3 separate regions of the Sus scrofa genome follow, and all the other regions are linked to region 1. Evidence: chromatin contacts called from public HiChIP or PLAC-seq data. All regions are on one chromosome and are shown on one strand. Each heading gives the region's core, a stretch centred on a gene start, on an enhancer-like site or on the middle of the called end of the contact. The rest is flanking DNA. Distances are from core to core; before and after follow the strand shown. Region 1 has its middle 220 kb from the start of CDH20. Region 2 holds the start of RNF152 (ring finger protein 152). Region 3 has its middle 110 kb from the start of RNF152.

Region 1 (2,778 bases), core at 162-2,661:
CCTTCCCAGAGGCTCCTTTGAAACTGTTAAGAAATTATAATTAGACTTTGTGCCTCTGCTAAGCCTTTTATCCCAGGAGCCCAGGACACTTCCCTGCATCGTCTCATTAATCTTCCCAACACCATTCGAGGCAGCCAGCACCTACTGTCATCTTTATTTTCAGGATGAAAGAACTGAGATGTAGGTACAGGTTAATGACCTGCTCGATGTCATGCTCCGTGAGTCACCAGCCACCTGGGGATGGGACCAAAACTGATTGGGGGAAGATAGCTACCCTAATCCATTGAGGATGCTGGATGGTAATGTGGAGGTCATTTACTTGCCCAGATAATGTGGGCCCTGAAAGGTGACCTCTTGGAAGAATGTCAGAGCTCTGGACAGAGAGCTTGCAAAAGGAGCAAATCTGAGCTGTGATTCACTGTCCTGGCAACCTTGGGCATGTCACTTGCACTTTCTGAAGATTTTTCCTTTTTAAAAATAAGAACAAAAAAAATAAAAATAAGAGTAGACAGAGTTCTCTTATGGCACAGCAAGTTAAGGCTACAGCGTTGTCACATGACAGCTTGGGTTCACTCCCTGGCCTGGGAACTTCTGAGTGTTGTAGGTGTGTCAGAAAGGAAGGCAGGAAGGAAGGAAGAGAGAGAGAGAGAGGAAGGGAAGAAGGGAGGAAGGAAGGAAAAGGATGGTCATATCTATCCATCTAATTTCTCAGCTGTTTAAAAGATAAAGAGAATGTTTCAAGTGAAGCCACCTTTGCTAGGACGTTGTCTAAAATCTAAGTCCATCAAGGGAGTTGGTAGAACCAACGGTAAAAAGTAGCCTGCTCCTCTTGGCTCACCATGGCAATCCTAACTTACGTTCAGACAATTATACAGGACTCGTCCCATATGACCAAGAAATTCCATTCTGCTATTCTATGTGCTATGAGCATATTTTTAGCACATACTGTGTGGAATATGCATTGCCGGATGCTGCCATCACTAGGATGTGACCCGTGTCCTCTAGGAAATACCGTTGGTTGGAGAAAGCAGACAAATGTACCACTTATTTCACTGGCAGGCAAAATGAAATAAGACAGACAACGAGGCCAAACAGGAGGAAGGTATCCGGAGAAGATCTGAGTCAGCCAGTGGGCTGGGAGGAGGTGGAGTGGGGAGTGGGGGCAGTGGGCAAAAGCTGAAACAGGAAAAATCCTTAGCTTTTCTTTTCCTTTCCCCGCATCCATCATTCTCTCCTCCGAGAAACAGGAAGTCAAGGTGATAGAGCAGCAGAGAACTGAAGGCTGTGTTTGCTTTGTTTACATCTGCAGGGAAGGATTTTTGAAGAACCTTTGCTCCGCGGGCCCTGGGCGCGCCTCTCTCTGAGGGCACTCTTACTTTCGGCCACAAGAGGGCGCTTCTCCTCCTCCGCGGCTCTTTTCTGGGCGGCCAGCGCCTCACAGCCACATCTTGCTGAGACGGGTTCTGCCTGCAACACCTGCAGCCTGGAAGCATTGCACCAACAGCTGGAAGACCGGGTCACAGCAGTCCCAGCTTCCAATATTTGATCGCTTTTAGATGAGCCTGAATAGACGTTCAAAAACAGTTAGCCTCCCATCAACAATGCATGCTAGAAGGACAACAATCCCTAGAAAATTCTCATGAAGTATTTTTGGAAAATTGTCTAGTATCTCTGGCCCTGGCAACAACATACCCTCTCTTCCAGACTTAACCAACTGACATAGCAGAACACTTGTCCTTCCCCAGGGGACATCCGGTTTGGTGCTAAGGGAACTCTTAATAAAGGAGGAGAGAGGGGCTTCCAGATCTGAGATAGACCAGAGAGGGAAAATAGTCACCTTTCATTTATTTTTGTTTTTTCAATTAATTGTTAAAATACCTGAAGGAAGGAAAACAATTCCAGCTGGCTCTGCACCAGACAAGAATTCCTAAATTGCACTAACTTGGCTGCTCCCCAAAGTCCCTTTGTTCTCTCCACACCCTGGTGTAAACATACCCACCCACCACCACCCTGTATTATTTTCTTAGCTCAAGTTTGAGTGTCCCGTGGACAGTGAAGCCAAACAAACTGAAACATCAGAGTTTGGAGCAGAGGAAGGTTTATTGCAGGACCATGCAAGGGGGTTCGTGCCCCCCAAAAAAAGCCCTAACTCCCCAAGAAAATTGTGAAGCTTTTTTAAAAGCCAAGTTGGGAGAGAGGAGGCAGTCACAGATTAAGCAATCAGCTTGTGATTGGGTGATGGTGAGATAATAGGGTGGTGTCGCAGGGGTTAACTTTATCAATCCTTAGGCTGTAGGAGGACTTTGTGCTTGCAATCTTCAAGTAGTTAATATCTTCCATTGTTTGGGGGTTCAGATACTATTGTCTAGGTACTTCAGAGAGGAGCTAAAGCTGAGATATGGAGGAAGGACCTGACCCTGAGAATGTTGCACAGGGTACTGACCTGTCCTGCCATTAGTTACAATACATATCCAAAAAATTAGAAAGAAAGTTCCAAGATAAGGCAGGATGAAACACTGACACCTGGAGTTCCATTGTGGCTCAGGGGGTTAAGAATTCAATGTAGTCTCTGTGAGGATATAAGTTCAATCCCTGGCCTTTGCTCACCGAAGGATCCAGCTTTGCCACAAGCTTCAGTGTAGGTTATAATTGCTTTTCGGATTTGTTGTTGCTGTGGCTATGGTGTAGGCTGGCAGCTGCAGCTCTGATTCAATCCCTAGCCAGGGAACTTCCATGAGCCATGGGTAAACAGAAAGAGAAGGAAGGGAGGAAGGGAGG
Region 2 (2,700 bases), core at 140-2,639, 270 kb after region 1:
CACCTCTTCAAGTCACCGTCACTCTGCTCTGCCAATTTCTCTACTCTCTCCAAAACCGTGTGGCGCGCCCCCCACACATCCCCCACCCTAGGCGGGATTGGGGACCGCCACCTCCCAAGGAGCGTCCCACGAGTCCAGTGCTTTGTCCTGCCGCTGCCCTTTCAGGAGCAGGCGCCCCAAGCGCGTGGGTCTGCACAAAAGACCCCCAACATCTCTTCCGCCACCGCCCCCTCTCCTTCCCAGAGAGGCCCATGGACCACAGAGGCAACTTCTAGGAGTGGGTAAGGAGCTCGACTACGGTCTTTAGAGGGGCTCATCCCGGAGGATACGCGGGTTTGGAGCTCAGCTGGGACGCGCGCGCGCACGAACGTGCACCCCAGGGGCGCGTGCGGCGCGGGCCCGAGACCAGCTCCCCAGGACTATAGCCCCAGGGGGCATCCGAGGACTCGGCCCAGCCCGCTACAGCGCCGCTCCCAGCCCCAGCCGCCAGCCCAACTCCGCCCGCGCTCGGGAGAAAAGCAACTCCAGGGACCACCTCCCCCGAGCCTTAGGGCTGCCCCGCCGCGCTCCGCGCTGCCCTTCCCGGGACCCCTGCGGCCCTGCCACTCTCCTCCAGGTTCAAAAGACACCCCCCCCCCAAACACTAGGCGGCACCTCCCCTTTCCCGCTTCCCTGGCTCCGGGTGCGGCCGCCATGGGGGCGCAGACATCCCTTCGCGCCCTTCCAGCAACCCGCGACCCCGGAGGGACAGAGAGGAGAAACAAACCGAAACTCACCAACCTCCCTCTGCAGCGGTCTCGGGTGCTTGCTACAGAGGCAGCGACAGCGGTAGCATCGCCGGGTGGTCCCAGCGCGCCGGCCACCGGCTCTGCTAGACTCGCGCAGCGGGCTGCCGGGCGGGCGCGAGGAGCGCGGCGGCAGCGCCTGCAGCCCCAGCTCCCTGCTCGGCCCCTCGGGAGGCGGCCCACCTGCCCGGGCGCCCTCCGCGCTCCCGGTCGGACACCGCCGCCAGGCGCTTGGCTCCAGGAGGGAGCTTTTTGTGTCACCGCCCAGACTCGGGCACCGAAATGGGTGGGGGCGGGAGGCCGGGCTCCGCCGCCCGCGGCACCGCCTCTCCCCGGCGGCTCCACCTCCTCCTCCTCCCTCTCCTCCCAAGCCCGCCCCCTCCCAGCGCTTGTCCGGGACATCTATCTGTCTGTCTTGAATAGCAGATCACCTCCAGACTGAGGAGCTGCATACCTTCCTCATGCGCTCCCTGGCCTTGCCCCCAAGTGCCTAACCTCTGCCGGGACCTCGACGTTGTCTTTTCCAAGGCGCGCGAGTGGGACCTGAGCTGGAATCAGGTGTGACAGGAGGCCGAGCTCAGCAGGCAGGAGGGCGGGGCTGAGGCGAGAACCGTGGCTGGCGGGGACCGTCAGCAGCTCAGGACTTGGGGACCGATCGAGGGGGCTGTTGAGATCCTTTCCAGAAGACGCCCTGGATCCGCGTCACGTCTGGTACTTTCTGGCTGCCCCTAAGAGTTCACGTGGTCCGGGCAGGGCGGGGTCCTGCTTTGGCGGAGGAGAGGAAGGGACTGAAGCCTGAATGACACCCCACCGCCTGGCTCTCTAGGATGGGGTGCAGGGAGCAGGAGTGCAGGGAGTGTTGCCCTGAGGGTTATATGGCAGTGCGAACCATAGGGGACCTCAGGACCGACCCTCTTCTCCACCTTGAAACCTAATTCCTACCTTAGGGACATACTTAGAATGCGTAGTTCCTCCAAGAAAATCTAGACGTGCCTCTTGTGTCAACTGCAAAATAGAGTGGAGGAGGAAGGTCGCTGGTATAGGATATGGTTTCCATGCACTCCGTTGCCTTCCTACAGAATTTCTATTCAGAGTGAAAACTCGAAAGTCTATTCGAGTAGGGCTATGGTAAAGTTAAGCCTGCCAGCTCTCCTGGGTCCAGAACCAGGGTTCAAGCAGCAAAGCATGCAGCCTCTGCAGGCTGCTGGAATAGAGCTGTCTTTCTGTCCTACAGTCTTGCCCACAGGGAAGGAAATCCCATTCTAACCTCTCTGGATAGCTCATTGAAGCGCTTCTGCCAGATAATGAAACCGAAACAGAAACCCTATGAACCACAGGGCCGCCGGCGGCGGGCGGCAGGGGGCAGGGAATTGGGGGGAATGTGACCTACCACGATTCACAATGTACTCAACTGACCTCCTTGACTTGGCCCTCAAATAAAACCTATTAATAGTGTTTCCAAATGTGCTGTCACTCAGCACACACACAAATCGGCAACCAAGAAACAAAAAGCTTGATGAGTGTCACTCCTCTCTAGGATCCCAATTAAACACTTTAGTGTTGGCCTCTGAAGGTGTATCTGTCCTCTATCGGGCCCCTGGCAGGAGTGAAAGCTCTATGTCTGTTTTAAAAGCAGATTTAGAAGTTCCCTCCGTGGCCTAGTGGTTAAGGAATCCGACTAGTAACCCTGAGGTTGCGGGTTCCATCCCTGGACCCGCTCAGCGGAATCCGGTGTTGCCATGAGCTGTGGTGTAGGTCACAGGTGCGGCTTGGATCCTGCATTGCTACAGCTCTGATTAGACCTCTAGCCTGGGAACTTCCATATGTGGAGGGACCCACCCTAGAAAAAAAGGCAAAAAGACAAATAAATAAAAGCAGATTTATATTCTTGAGGTAGAAGACTTCAAGAGTCTTT
Region 3 (2,887 bases), core at 180-2,679, 380 kb after region 1:
GGCCTATTAATATAAATAATTTAAATTATTTTTTTGCGAATATACTCTGCATCCTTGAGAATTCTAAAGAACAGTATTACATTTCACTATGTAAATTCTTAAATTTTTTTTTTATGAGTAGTTAGTTGGTATCTGACTACTCCTACAGAAAGGTTATGGTGCAGATTTTGAGGTGAACAGTGTTAAATACAGACCTACTTTGTATCACTTAACAGCTCCATGACCTGAGCAAGCTTGCTCAATCTTCTGTGCCTCAGTTTCCTCGCATTTAAAATGGGATAATTAATAGTATCTAAAGAGCTGACTGATGTGATAATGAAAGGAGAAAATGCTTAGACCCAGTGCCTGCATGCACTAAGTATTAAATAAAGGTCAGTTATCATTATTAGTGCCACCATCCTTGTATTACTCCATATGTATGAATGTCATACACATAGAATTGTAGCTTCCTTAAGTGCCAAAACAATAAAGAAATTTTGTTTTGCAGTAATTAGAATTATACTGTGAGATGCCAGAAACCATATCTCAAATGATTTTCTTTATAAATTAACATTCTGTTTTCTGCCAAATTCAATTCCTCACCTCCTGCAGGAATGCCCTTAGACATTCGGTGTACTGACCTTCTGGCCTTTGCTTAAATACTACCTGTTATGCTGGAGACTCGGCCACTTCTCCAATGGACAGAAACAAATAATTATCTCAATTTCACACTTAAAGTAGGATCACTTAGGTTTGCACTGTATTGGAAATAATAGGAAAACCAACTAAGCAGTGACTTAAATAAAGCAGGAGTTTTATTCCTCTCACAATAATGAGTCCACCTTATTTCCAGCTGTCCGCTCCTTCGTTCTTAGACTGTGCCTGTTCTGCAGCCCAGTTTTGGTAAGAAGTCTCCTATACCTCCAGGCAGTGCTTCTTCATCCCAAGAAGGGTGAAAGGAAAGCAGAAAAACATGACCTATGGAGTCAGCCCCTTTATAAAAAATACCCCCCAAAGCCTCACAAAGCAATATGCTCTTACATCTCATTGGCCAGACTGCTTCACTTGGCCACATCTAATTGCAAAGGTTGATGTCAAAGCTCTATGGGGCCACCCTGAAAAAAAAAACTAAGATAGTTGATGTTGGGTCAGTAAACAGCAGTGTCTACCACAAGAGTTTAGTCTATTTCCCCCTTTTATTCTTTCCCATCTTGAGAGAAGAGAAATCAGAAGCTCTGGGAACAGCTCAAAGCTCAAGGGACCAAATCTGACCCCTCTGGGAAGTAATGGGCTTAGGGGATGAAGTCAAGAACAGAGGAACCACTGAGAACAAACAGACAAAGCAGAGCTGGACTGCTGCTTCCCCTGGGAAAGGACTCTTAATAACGATACCGGGAGATTATCCAGCTGGTCTGGTATTGCTGGGAGGCTGGGAGTGGGAGAGGTCAAGTTGAAGACTGAAATAGAAACAGCTGTTGACCGCATTTGCCGCCCAAGGGGATCACTTGTGCACTTACAGTGTAACAGTTCCATTTGATCCATGCATGTGCAGAAATCACTGCTTCCTTCACCTTTTAAGTGCTTGGAATTATTTTTCCCATATAAGATTTACATTCACTAGGGCTACACATGGCTGTCAGCCCGAACCTATAGAACCACCACACCTGATACTAAACATATACTGCTTGCTTTCCATCCATCACCCTTGGAGTTTCATTTTTTTGTGAGTCTTATCACAGACTTAGTTCCGGTGCCAGGCCCTGGGTTGAAAACATTGCTTATTATATTATCTTTGTAATGGCCTTCACATGCATCCCCTGCTTCAACTATCATTCTTAAGCTTATTATCTGATGTAGCCTAGGACCTGACTATGTGCTAAGCATTGGAAATGTCACAATGAATAAGACACAGTCCCTATTCTTAAAGATGATATAGGAAACCTCACCATTCTTGTGGGTACAAGTCGGAGAAGTCTTCCCAGAGTCTAAGATGGATGAGTAGATAAAAGACCGAGAATTGATGCCAATAAAATTGTCCAAGATTTCTATGCAAAAATATTGTCTCTCTATTAAAGGGCATAAAACTGGCGAATGATAAATAAATGGAGTAATAATCATGTCCATGGACAAGAAGGTTCAACATTATAAAGTTGTGAGTTCTTTTACTTACATATGTATTTATTACATATGTATGGTATATGAGACATAAAATGGCATCACCCTGTACCTATTTAGTTTAACTTGGTTATTTTCTGTCGATTTAGTTTGGTTTTTTTTTTGTTTTTTGTTTTTTTTTTTGCTTTTTAGGGCCACCTGCAGCATATGGACATTCCCGGGCTAGGAATCGAATCAGAGCTATAGCCGCCAGCCTACGCCACAGCCACAGCAACCCAGATCCGAACTGCATCTGCAACCTACATCACAGCTCATGGCAACACAAGATCCTTAACCCACTGAGCGAGGCCAGGGATGGAACACGCATCCTCATGGATACCAGTCGGATTTATTTCCACTGCACCACAACAGAAACTCCCAATACTAGGTTTTTGTGATCTATTCATGTTAATAAATGTAGATCTAATTCATATGTTTTAACTATTGAATTGAATTCCCCTATATGAGTAAGCCAGTATATTTATTATTTCCCTACTGAGAGACAGTTACTTTGTTTCCTTTTTTGTTTGTTTTGCTTTTTTTAAATAAAAAATTTCCATGAAAAAAGTTTTCCAGGCACAATGAAGGGTATATCTAAAAACCAGAGTAAGACAGGTGACAACTGCATGTGGTTGAATTGGCCTGGAAAAGCATAATGAGAGATACGTAACAAGAGATAAAACTATAAACATGATGGTTGGGGACCAGTTCACAAGGGTATTAGGTGCAGAAACTCCCACAAGTACCTATTTGG

Evidence for each region. HiChIP or PLAC-seq counts read pairs in DNA pulled down with a chosen protein or histone mark.
Region 2: an H3K27ac HiChIP or PLAC-seq map of skeletal muscle shows a contact between it and region 1, with 9 times the contacts expected there. The contact joins the promoter of RNF152 here to the enhancer-like site in region 1. A contact is called at or near these places in 3 of 5 promoter capture datasets (fetal liver and liver), 21 of 47 Hi-C or Micro-C datasets (adipocytes, adipose tissue, alveolar macrophages and 13 more) and 2 of 2 datasets of contacts at active chromatin or transcription factors (alveolar macrophages and skeletal muscle).
Region 3: a contact with region 1 is called in an H3K27ac HiChIP or PLAC-seq map of skeletal muscle, with 19 times the contacts expected there. The contact joins two enhancer-like sites. A contact is called at or near these places in 1 of 5 promoter capture datasets (liver), 21 of 47 Hi-C or Micro-C datasets (alveolar macrophages, embryonic fibroblasts, epiblast stem cells and 12 more) and 1 of 2 datasets of contacts at active chromatin or transcription factors (skeletal muscle).

Annotation. Positions count from the first base shown.
Region 1 is chr1:159,800,649-159,803,426 of Sscrofa11.1, reverse strand. No RefSeq gene overlaps it. Among named protein-coding and RNA genes, the nearest start is that of CDH20, 220 kb to the left of the region's middle. Within about 2 kb of position 1,411, at least 16 of the 83 cell types and tissues checked have an H3K27ac peak or open chromatin away from gene starts, as enhancers often do. A contact at or near this core is called in adipose tissue and skeletal muscle, where this site is marked.
Region 2 is chr1:159,529,312-159,532,011 of Sscrofa11.1, reverse strand. It overlaps RNF152 (ring finger protein 152), which reads right to left and starts at 1,389. Exons shown (of 2, transcript NM_001244578.1): 1 at 1,240-1,389.
Region 3 is chr1:159,423,728-159,426,614 of Sscrofa11.1, reverse strand. No RefSeq gene overlaps it. Among named protein-coding and RNA genes, the nearest start is that of RNF152, 110 kb to the left of the region's middle. Within about 2 kb of position 1,429, at least 3 of the 83 cell types and tissues checked have an H3K27ac peak or open chromatin away from gene starts, as enhancers often do. A contact at or near this core is called in skeletal muscle, where this site is marked.